Linked DNA regions of Mus musculus: all the other regions are linked to region 1. Evidence: chromatin contacts called from public promoter capture Hi-C data. All regions are on one chromosome and are shown on one strand. Each heading gives the region's core, a stretch centred on a gene start, on an enhancer-like site or on the middle of the called end of the contact. The rest is flanking DNA. Distances are from core to core; before and after follow the strand shown.

What was found. Promoter capture Hi-C pulls out the DNA fragments that hold promoters and counts their contacts.
Region 2: a contact with region 1 is called in a promoter capture Hi-C map of embryonic stem cells, with 2.7 times the contacts expected there. The contact joins the enhancer-like site here to the promoter of Tro in region 1. A contact is called at or near these places in 8 of 39 promoter capture datasets (the HPC-7 cell line, cranial neural crest, embryonic stem cells and 4 more).
Region 3: a promoter capture Hi-C map of stem cell-derived epiblast-like cells shows a contact between it and region 1, with 4 times the contacts expected there. The contact joins the enhancer-like site here to the promoter of Tro in region 1. A contact is called at or near these places in 10 of 39 promoter capture datasets (the 3T3-L1 cell line, cranial neural crest, embryonic stem cells and 3 more), 10 of 484 Hi-C or Micro-C datasets (the AtT-20 cell line, the N1E-115 cell line, cranial neural crest and 5 more), 7 of 115 datasets of contacts at active chromatin or transcription factors (cardiomyocytes, embryonic forebrain, embryonic limb bud and 3 more) and 1 of 9 other capture datasets (liver).

What each region holds. Positions count from the first base shown.
Region 1 is chrX:150,655,323-150,659,177 of GRCm38.p6, forward strand. Tro (trophinin) reads right to left here and starts at 2,114. Exons shown (of 13, transcript NM_001002272.3): 1 at 2,023-2,114; 2 at 562-631; 3 at 1-292. The coding sequence starts at 606.
Region 2 is chrX:151,121,512-151,125,366 of GRCm38.p6, forward strand. No RefSeq gene overlaps it. Among named protein-coding and RNA genes, the nearest start is that of Tsr2, 27 kb to the left of the region's middle. Within about 2 kb of position 2,225, at least 12 of the 459 cell types and tissues checked have an H3K27ac peak or open chromatin away from gene starts, as enhancers often do. A contact at or near this core is called in embryonic stem cells, where this site is marked.
Region 3 is chrX:150,954,945-150,958,799 of GRCm38.p6, forward strand. No RefSeq gene overlaps it. Among named protein-coding and RNA genes, the nearest start is that of Gnl3l, 60 kb to the right of the region's middle. Within about 2 kb of position 2,152, at least 120 of the 459 cell types and tissues checked have an H3K27ac peak or open chromatin away from gene starts, as enhancers often do. A contact at or near this core is called in the AtT-20 cell line, the N1E-115 cell line, embryonic forebrain and 3 more, where this site is marked.

The DNA.
Region 1 (3,855 bases), core at 864-3,363:
TAACTGAAGCCTGGATATTGGGTGCCTCAGTAGTAGCTGAAGCCTGACTGATCTGGGTGAACATTGGTAGGTTTAAAGCCTGCAAAGTTACTTTAGGCTTGTTGCTAGCATTATCATTGGCAGATGGGACTGGAGGGGGAGCCGGTGTGGTCTTATCCATAGGCTTAATAGAATTCTTCTTGTTCTTGTTTTTCTTAGATCGGCTGGCAATTGGTGGGTCCTTTTCTGTGGTCTCCGACTGTACATCTGGAGAGAAAGGAAGCCCTAGGCTCCCAGCGGGAGGCAGAGGGCCCTACATACTTAGGATTATAATCCTATGGGCCACCCCACCTCCCTACAATCACCCCTCTCTACAGTTGCCTCCCCTCCTGAACAATTTCATTGAAAGGGGTTTGGGAAAGGGGGATGGAGCAAGAGATAGATAAGTTTCCTCTTCCCTGTACCATGCAAAGGAAGACTGAGATAGGTAAGGTAAGGAATTATGGAACTACACAGTGATAATAGGCTCCAGAGTGGTAAATGAATTCAGGGCACGACAAACAGAATGCAGAGAGGTCTCACCTGGAATGTGGGCACCCGATGACCATGGTCATTTCTTCTATCCATCTTTCTGAAAGGCTAATAGCCGAGCCTGAAGGAAATAGGCCTGAGTTAGAGGATAATAGGAGGGTGGAAAGGGGGAAGATTTATCAGAAGTCTTGCTAAATCTGAAGGGTGAAAGAATTTGCCTAATTTTAGGCCCCAAATCTTTCTGGGTTTGCCTATCTAGAAGCCCAGAACATGTGGTCTCTGAGCTGCAGCATCTTTTGCTTCCAAGATGGCAAATTAATTCTACGACCTACACCTTAATACCCTCTACCACACCGCAACCTGACAGTGCGCATGCGCACAGAACGAGAGCGAGAGACACGCACACACGCGCGCACCCACACCCACCCACCCACCCACACACACACACACACATATGCGCGTGCACACACACACGCACGCGCGCATGATAACAGGTTTTCCAAATGCAGCTGGTCCTCAAGGCCCTCAATACGCATGCGCTATGGTGGACAGGACCATTCTAACCATCTCATGTCCACATATGTCCCCCGCTCTCAGAGCTACAGAACATCTCGATCCCACCGCCTCCTCCTCCTACATCATTTCTCAGCCCGTCCCCCCACCCCAGGCTCCACAGGGCCTCTTCGCGCCACCCCCTCCTACCACCATCCCACCCCACCCCCGCCCCCATTCCTGTGCGGCCGCGCCAGCCCGCGCCAACCATCAGCCACTCACTCAGGCTGTGGTTCCGCAGTCCTCCGCACCTCCCACCCTCCTCAAGCCCCCTCCCCCCCCACCCGCGCCGCAGTCGCCTTCGCCAACACTATCCCCCCTCGCCCCCCCCCCCCCCGGTCCACGTCTGCAAGGGCCCCGCCCCGCCCTTTCTGCAACATTGATACCCCACCCTCAAATCCAACAGGGATAACCCCTTCATGATTCCCAGCTCCCTAACCCTACCAGGTCATCCCCTCTTTCAAAGCAGTGCTACCCGGATCCTAGCCCGTCCTTTCTCCCTTCCAAGCCTGGTCCTCTGGCCGTTTAAAGAGGATTCTGTCGCTCCTTTCTTAGTCCAGATTCGATTCATCCTTTTCGTAGCCCATAACGGGGTCCAGCCCCCTTTCTTCAGCTTGATCCGGGTCCCTTACCTCCCTCCTGAACTCGACCCTCCTCCCTTTTTGCTACAGCCAGAACGTGTTCTAGATGTTTCCTTTCCAAAATCCCAACCAGGTCTGCATCCCTTCTTTCCATCCCCAAACTGAGTCTAGACTTTCCCGTAGCCCGGAGATTCCGCCCCCGCCTTTACGCAGTGAGAATTGGGTCCAGGCACCTCTAAACCCACCACATCGAAACCGCTAGATCCCGAATCCAGCCAGGTTCCTGTCAAACCTTAATGCTGTGTGAAGCCAGTCACCCCGAAGCCGCGGCTCTGAAGCCCCCACGGGGTCTTTCCTAAAGCTGGCCACCTCAGCTCACCTCGCCCTCGTGAGCCGAGAGGACGTCTGCTCTCTCCAAGCCTCTCCTCAGGTCTGAGCTTGTAACCCGCCCCCCTGGCCGGAAGTGGTCCTGCCTCTTTCCGCCTCCAGAGGGGGGTCTCCGTCCCTACCAGCCCGCCCCACCCCCTCCCCGCTAACGGCTTCCCAGTCTCCTCAGTGTGGCGCATCTGTTTACTACCTCTTGTTCAGCATTCACACCTAGTCTCCATTTCATTTCTCTGTTCCCCAATACGTGTCCCTGTTCCTATTTGATTTTTCAGTTTCTCCTGAAGAAAATGACCTCAGAGCTCCCACGCCTGTCCTGACAACACTAATTACATGGCGTGATATACTGTGAGAACGTCACATTCATTACTGCCTCTAAAATACGACTAGATTAAGATAGAGGCGCTGAACATTAAGGTGATGCTCTCAAATAATTCATATATATAATATATATTTAAACAATATGTAATAAATAATTAAATACATATAGTTAAACAGTAGATGTAAGAAAAATCAATTAGAGCCTGTCAGATGGCTCAGCGGTAAAAGCACTCCAAGCCTGCGGACATGAATCCTATTCCCTGGATCCACATGGCGGAGGTAGAAAACCTACTCCCACAGGTTGTCTTCACAGCTCTGATTGCACACAAACACATATGTGCATGTACACACACTTTATTTATTACAAATAAAAATGTAATAAAAAAATCCCTACATGCTTCTATTTTATTTCAAAATAATTTCACTGATTCCTTAAAATTAAAAAAAAAATTATTTGGAAACTATGGGAGCGGGCATTTAACAAAGCCCTGATATAATTCCAGCACTACTTGGGAGGGAGATGTTGAAGGGTCTTGAGTTCAAGTACAGCCTTCTACGATGAGATGATATATTAAAAATCATATGTATATGTGCATATATATACATACAAATATACATACACATCTTTTTTTCTCATGTTCTTCTTTTACTGATGCTCTGAACAAGGACTTAGGCTTTCTCTTGTGATGTAGCACACTACTCGCCAGTGCAAGAAACAATTTGTAGCATTCACTTTTTTTCATTCAATTATGTCAAACTGAGTAGAGACCATTATGTCAGAAAAAAAAGGCAGTCAAAGCTAAAATGAGACATTATAAAAAAGAATGACATTATACACTGGGCGTTGAATCCCAGCACTTGGGAGGCAGAAACAGGCAGATCTTATGAGTTCAGGGGCCGGCCAGGGCTACATAGTGAGGTCCTGTATCAAGAAAACCAAGGGATACTTTTGGGATAGCATTGGAAATGTAAATGAGGAAAATACCTAATTAAAAATAAAAAAGAAAACCAAACAACAAAAGAATTATATAATAAGAGACAATTCACAAGGACCATATAAAAATTAAAAGTATCTATGAATCCAACACTGAAGCACCTATATGTATGGAGCAATAATGTTAATAATGAATGGGGGATAGAGCACAGTCAAACAAATAGTAAAGGACTTCGATACCCATTTTCCAACAGTGTAGGGATTGTCTGGACAGAAAATCAGTAAAGAAAGGTCGGACTTGAATTAAGCCAGATGAACTTAACAGACATCTACAGAACATTTCAGCTGTAGCATACACATTCTTCTCAAATCTACATGCAGTACTCTCCAGCACACATCCTGAGTAAGACCACAAAACAAGTCTTAACAAACCTAAGGAGAATATTCGTCAGAACCCATAGAACTGTATGTCACTAAATGGGAACCTTAATATATACAAAAATAATTAACCACAGCATACAAATAATCTTTGATGTAATGAAATCTGTGACAAGTAGCTCTAACTTTATTATA
Region 2 (3,855 bases), core at 975-3,474, 470 kb after region 1:
AGCTGAATATCAACAACAGAGGGCTTACAAAGTCATGGAACCTGAACAACTCTCCACTGGATTAAAAAAAATGGGTCAAGACAGAAATTAAGAAAAAAAATTAAGGACTTTCTAGAATTGAATGAAAATGAATAGACAATATACACAATCTTATAGGGAGACACAATGAAGGCAGGTCTAAGGGGCAAGTTCATAGTACTAAGTACCTACATAAAATAATTCGAGAAATCTCATACTAGTAACTTAACAGGACACCTGAAAGCTCTAGAACAAAAAGAAAAAAATTACACTCATAAGGAGTAGATGGCAAGAAATACTCAAACTCAGGACTAAAAATCAATAAAATATGAACAAAAAACAAACAAAATACAAAGATTTAATATAATAAAGAGTTGGTTCTTTAAGAGAATCAGTAAGATTGGCAATCTTTAACCACATGAACAAAAGGCAGAGAGAATATCCAAATTAACAAAATCAGAAACAAAAAAGGGGGAGACAAAAAAATCCATAGAATCATAAGGACATACTTTTTTGGGTCTTAATAACATTTAATTAAAACAGTTGTCAGCAATAATAGAAAAAAATAAGTGGGACTCCATCAAATAAAAAGATCAAAACAGCCAGGCAGTGGTGGTTCATGCCTTTAATTCCAGCACTTGGGAGGCAGAGACAGGCAAATTTCTGAGTTCGAGGCCACCCTAGTCTACAGAGTGAGTTCCAGGACAGCCAGGGCTATACAGAGAAACCCTGTCTCAAAAAAAAAAGAAAAAGAACAAAAATCAAAACAGCAAAGGAAACAGTAAAAACAAATGTCAAATTTACACAATCTTGGACAATATTTATAAATATTGTCTGTATTACAGTGGCTAGGTTTAGACATAAAAAGATGTAAATCTGTCTTGAGTCATCAAGATAGTCCAAGATGACAATGTACTGAACAAGGAGCAGAAAGACAAAAACAGTGTGCCATTCTTGGCTGGTAGTCTTGGGTTCTATAAGAAAGCAAGCTGAGCAAGCCCCAGGAAGCAAGCCAGTAATACATCCCTCCATGGCCTCTGCATCAGCTCCTGCTTCCTGATCTGCTTGAGCTCCAGTCCTGACTTCCTTTGGTGAAGAACAGCCGTGAGGAAAATGTAAGCTGAATAAACCCTTTCCTCCCCAATTTGTTTCTTGGTCATGATGTTTGTGCAAGAATAGAAACCCTGACTAAGCAGGGTGGTGGTGGCACACACCTTTAATCTCAGCACTTGGGAGGCAGAGGCAGGTGGATTTCTGAGTTCAAAGCCAGCCTGGTTTACAAAGTGAATTCCAGGACAGCCAGGGCTACACAGAGAAACCCTGTCTTGAAAACAAAACAAAACAAAACAAAAAACTAAAAATGTTAAGACAATTAAGAAAGAAATTGAAAAATATATCAGGAAATGGAAAGATCTCCTATGCTCATAGAGTGGCAGGATTAATAAAGTAAAATGGCCATCCTACCAAAGCAATCTACAGATTAAATGTAATTCCCATCAAAATTCCAATTCAGTTCTTCACAGATCTTGAAATGATAATCTCAAGCTTCACATGGAAACATGCACACACACTCTTAAGCGCGCGCGCGCGCGCGCGCGCGCACACACACACACACACACACACACACACACACCAATACAAAGCAAAAACAAATAAACAAAAAACAGGATATCAAAAACAATCCTGAATAATAAAAGAACTGCTGGAGGTTCCACTATCCCCAATTTAAGTTTTGCTACAAAGCTATAGAAATAAAAACAGCATGGTATTGTCATAAAACAATATGATCAAACTAAAGATTCAGACATAAATCCACACATCTATGGACACATGATTCCTGATAAAGGAGCAGAAACACACATTGGAAAACAGGCAGCTTCTTCAGTAAATGGTGCTGGTCAAACTGGATGTCTGCATGTAGAAGAATGCAAATAGACCCATGCTTACTGCCCTGCAAAGCAGATACACTGAACCTAATAGAAGAGAAAGTGGTGAATGACCTTGAACTCATTGGCACAGGAGACTCTGTGCAGAACACCATTGGCATAGGCACTAACATCAACCATCAGTAAAGGGAACCTCATGAAACCAAAAAAAAAAAAAAAAAAAATCGCAGATATTTGGACAAAACAGCAGCCTACAGAATGGGAGAAGAATTTTACGAACTACACACCCAATAGAGGGCTATGACCAAGGCTGTTCAGTCAGGCGACAGGTTCTCCCTCGCAGGAGTGAGGATTAAAAAGAAAATGACAATTAGACAACATTGTAGCATGACCCCAGTCAATTCTGAAACTGAAGGCAGTTTTAATGTTTTATACCATTTTAATTACATGCAAATATTAAGGGTTAGCAGTACAATAAGGAACTAGCAAGGCAGTAAGCAAAGTCCTGTGACAGATGTTTCCAAGAGGTTGTCAGAATAACCAAAATACCTGAGCCCACTTCCATGACCTAGCCCAAAATCTTGCCTGAAGCCTACTTCTTTTGTTCTACTCTAAAATCAGATTCTCACTTCCTTGTCCTTGGTTAAAGTCAAGGTCGCTCCTCGATTTACTTCTTTGTCATGCTAATGTCAGATTCCTGCCAGGATTTACTTCTTTGTCTGGCCTAATGTCAGATTCTTGACAAGTGGTCCATTTCCTTGTCCTTGGCCAATGTCAGATTCCTGTGAAGCAGTCTATTTCCTCATCATTGGCCAAAGTCAGATTCCTGTCAATTGGTCCATTTCCTTGTCCTTGGCCAATGTCAGATTCTTGTCAAGTGGCACTCAGAAAGTCTCTCCACAAGACTAAAGTTCAAAATAAATAAAGAACTCAAGAAACTAGATATCACCAAAACAAATAAACCAATTAAAAAATGAAATAAGACCTAAACAGAAAATTCTTAATAGAGGAAACTCAAATGGTTTAAGAAATACTTAAAGAGCGGGGCAGTGGTAGCACATGTCTTTAATTCCAGCACTTGGGAGGCAGAGACAGGCGGATTTCTGATTTCAAGGCCAGCCTAGTCTACAGAGTGAGTTCCAGGACAGTCAGGGCTACACAGAAAAACCCTGTATCAAAAAGCCAAAGTGGATCTTTCCACTTAAACAAAAAAGAAATACTTAAAGAAACATTCAATTTTCTTAGCCATCAGGGAAATTGTTATGGTTTGTATATGCTTGGCCCAAGGAGTGGCACTATTAGAAGTTGTGGCCCTGTTGTAATAAGTGTGGCCTCATTGGAGTAGGTGTGCCACTATGGGTTCAGGCTTTAAAACCCTACTCCTAGCTGCTGGAAGCTAGTAACCTGCTAACGGCCTTCAGATGAAGATGTAGAGCCTTCAGCTCTATCTGCACTATGCTTGCCTGGATGATGCCATGCTCCCACCTTGATGATAATGGACTAAACCTCTGAACCTGTAAGCCAGCCCCAATTAAATGTTGTCCTTATAAGAGTTGCTTTGGTCATTGTGTCTGTTCACAGCAGAAAACCCTAACTAAGCCAGGCAGTGGTGGCCCATGCCTTTAATCCCAGCACTTGGGAGGCATAGGCAGGTGGATTTCTGAGTTCAAGGCCAGCCTGGTCTACAGAGTGAGTTCCAGGACAGCCAGGGCTATACAGAGAAACCCTGTCTCAAAAACAAAATAAAACAAAACAAACAAACAAAAACCTAACTAAGACAGAAGTTGGTACCAGGGACTGAGGTATTGTTGTGATAGGCCTGACTATACTTTTGTTTGGAAGAATGTAGATTTTGGGACTTTGGACTTGAAAAGCCATGGGATGCTTTAAGTAGGGCTTAATGGGTCATCCTAGTAGGAATACGGAAGACTTTGTTACTGAGAGTGATTTG
Region 3 (3,855 bases), core at 902-3,401, 300 kb after region 1:
GGATTGGTCCACCTCATCTACTAAAGCTGGGCCATTCACTCACAGGTAGTGGCCTTGGGTTGGGTGCTGTGCCCTAAAGTGAAAGATGGGCTGCATGGTTATTCCTTGCTTAGCTGTTTAGCAAGAGCTGTCAGTAAGTAGAAGTCCTGGACTCTACATACAAGGAGATGTAAGGATGGTAAGCAAGAAGTGGCATCTCTGACTATGTAGGTAACAGAGTAACTGGCATGTGGTATATATGATACAACAAATGGTCATAATTATTAACAGTAACATTATGCCACCTCTTACAGGAAGCCTTCCCGGAACACAATCAAGTTCCCTAAGCTTTTCCTCTCGAGTGAGAGCCACACCAACAGGAATCATCCAATGCTTTCAAGTTGGAAAGTACTGTGCTAGGCCCTGAGAAGAAAACACACACACACCACACACACACACACACACACACACACACACACACACACACACACAAAGCAGGCCTTTATCCCAGCCTGAAGGAGCAGCTCCTGGGGCACACTGCAAGGTAACAGACAACATAAGCCACAGAGATCCAGACAGGGGGCCCTGGGAGTTCAGAGAAGGGCAGGCTGTTGTTTATCCATATGTACTCCTGTCTCCTAGCTACCTCCCCTTAGATGTCCCAAAGGCACTTAGAACTAAACATATTTAAAACTGATCTCATCTGCTCCCTCCCAAACCTGTTCGTCATCTCAGATTCCCTCTCAGCGAAGCAAATTCATCCAAGCCACTTGCTCAAGCCTGAAACATGAGCTGCAGTGGCTCATGTCAGCTGTCACAGTTGCTAAAGTTGTCCCTGAACCTTTGGTGTGTGTTTGCCTTGCCCCAAAGGTCAAGACTAATAATAAAGTTGAGCTGAGCAGCAGGGCAGGAAAATTAAACCCAGCCTGGAGACAGACAAGACCCAGCGTCACCAGAGTCAGTTTCTGATTTGACCTCTGATGTCAACTAGTATAATCCCTTTTGGGAAAGCGGGTCGACAAAAGCCTAAAAAAAATGTTCATGGTATTTTTCCCAGAGATTTTGCTTCAGAATCAATGACCATTTATCTGTGTCCCCTCCTGAGAAATAAACATTCTAAACACAAAATTATCCCTTGTGGGGCCCTTTGTTTCTCTGATGAATGACTGGGAAGCAGTCTTCGCATCCAACAAAAGTAAAAGGGTTAAGCACAGCTGTCTACAACTATTGCTTAGGGATGAAAGCTGTGGAGATTCTATAGCAACAAGGAAAAATTATTATTCTGTAACTAAGGATACAGGGCTATGTGTATACTCTGATTGCAACAATGTAAAAATTGTGGGGGCATAGGATTGGCTAGGAGGACATTTAAATTTTCTTCTCTGTGAAGTTAAAAATTAAGATCCAAACATTGTCATTTATGAATTATCCTCCAGCTGTTGACTTATTTAGCCAGTCTCATCTTTCAGTCAAGGGTCTTAATCATATGTCTGTTTTCTATCAGTTCTTCACTGAGTGCTGCTCTGACAAAGGCCAAGCCACCACCAAGTATCCATTTTCTCTCATATGTCGAGGCAAGAAAGGTAGGATAAAAAAATAAATTAAAAAAAAAAGCTTTCAAAACATATGGTGCAGACTGCGTGGAGCCCACTTGGAGTCTTTTGCAGGCATGGTCACCCCCTGGTGGCGACTCGCCTGGTCGGTCGCCTTCGGGTGGACAGCGGGCTCACCTCTCCCCGGCCCAGCCCCAGCTTTTTTCCTGGCGTCCAAGACTCCTCCCTTTCTGTCCTTCTGGGCGGACTCTCAGTGGTCTGCACCGCTGGCACGAAATCCCCACCAGGTTGCGCTCTCACACCTTCCTCACACAGTCTCCTCCAGCTGCAATGACGTCTTTGTCAGTGGTTCGCATGCGCACTCGCCACCGACCAATGATGGACCGTCACTGCCATAGGCCCCAGGGCCTCCCCTCTGATTTTTCCCCGTAATTGAAAAAAAAAAATGGAGAAAATCTAGTACTAAGGCCATCCTCCAAATTCGAGGTTCTAAAAGACAGTGGCACACACAAAAAGCTACAGTCTCCAAGCCAACTACTTGTTTGGCCCCATCTTAACAATATCCACAGCTCTACAGCACAGACTGCCCACCCTGCCAAAGCCTGGTGGCCCCCTCCTCCAGACATCCAGATGAGGCTCCGCCCTCCTTGCTGCTAGCCAGCTGAGTGTGAACACCAGGGCAGGCTAACGCTAGGCTGATGCAATTTGGAAGCTAGTGGAGAACATCTGGTGAATGGGGTGCTGGGAAGAAAAAGAGTTCCTGCAGTAGCTCTCCCCGCAGTAAGCCCATTTCTGTAAATGCATACAAACCTCGGAGGCCTACCTAGGGTAATGCGTCAGAATTACCTACAGGGCTTGTTAAACCAAGACCATCGGGAGTCAGGAACTGTCGGGGATTCTGTGTCCATTGGTTTAAAACGTGCAGGAGGATCACGAGTTTGAGGCCAGTCTGGATGCTGTATTCAAAAAACAAACAAACAACAACAACAAAAACAGGTTATGCTACATACTTACAAATTGATATGAAAAGATACTCCGTGGTGGGGGCAGTACATTATCCAAATGATACACAGACACCTCAAAAGTCTTACTTCTCCATAAAAACACTGCAGACTAAGCAGAAACCAACTTGTCAAAGCACTAAGAACCAAGAAAAGGGTTTACAGCAACTAAACAAATGTTGAATTTAAAAAGGCAATTTTAAAATGGTAGGTATCTTAGTTATGGTTACTATTGGTATGATAAAACACCATGACTGAAAATCAAGTTGGGGAGAAAAGGGCTTACTTACACTCCATATCACTGTTCATCACTGAAGGAAGTCAGGACAGGAGCTCAAACAGGGCTGGAACCTGGAGGCAGGAGCTGATGCAGAGGCCATGAAGGGATTACTCCTTCCTGGCCTTGCTCTCCATAACTTGCTCAGCTTTCTTATAGAACCCAGCACCGCCAGCCCAGGAGTGGCACCATCCACAATGAGCTGGGCCCTCCCCCCCCCCCCCCATTGATCACTAATTAAGAAAATGCCTTACAGCTGGACCTGATGGAGGCATTTCCTTGACTGAGGCTCCTTCCTCACTGGTAACTCTAGCTTGTGTCAAGTTGACACCAAACCAGCCAGCAGAATAGGAAAGCTTATCAGAATCTTTACTTGGTCCCCAGTACATAGGTGGTCTTGAAAAGAGAAGCCTGAATTCCCATGTGTAAGCCTGACATTTGGTTCTGAGGGAAAAAAGCAGACTCGCTGGGTAAGTTACCCTTCACTTGTGTTCTAACTTGCTGAGATTTGGAGGAGTGACAGAGGACACTGGACTCTGTTTCACCCCACTCAGAATTCGGGAGGGGAGAGGAAAAAGGATCAAAATAGAGTGTAGGAAAAACTTTAAGTGAAAAGCCCCATCATATACATGTATGATATTTTCAAAAAATAAATGATTTTTTATTTAAAAAATGAGATTGAATTCCTCAAAATTAATATGAGAAAAACTAGGAATGCATAGATGCCTGGAGTAAAAGACTGAGCCAAAATGTAAACTGGACCACTTAAAGTCTGCGAGCAAAGCTGAGGTGGGTTTCTTTGAGAAACTGGAATATTCAAGAGAAAAACATAAATGGCAGAATTCAGAAAATGTGCTCAGAAAAGAACTGGGCCATCACCTTGAGTGACTCTTAAGGCAACACTACCCTAAAACAGAGCAGCTTTTGCAAAAATAAGATAAGTTTTCTCTATTACTTTTGGCATTTTTTGTAAATTTGGTTGTTGGTTCGCTGGAGGCTTTGGGGAGGGAGTGTATGTGTGTTTTGGCTCTTTATGTTTAGGAAA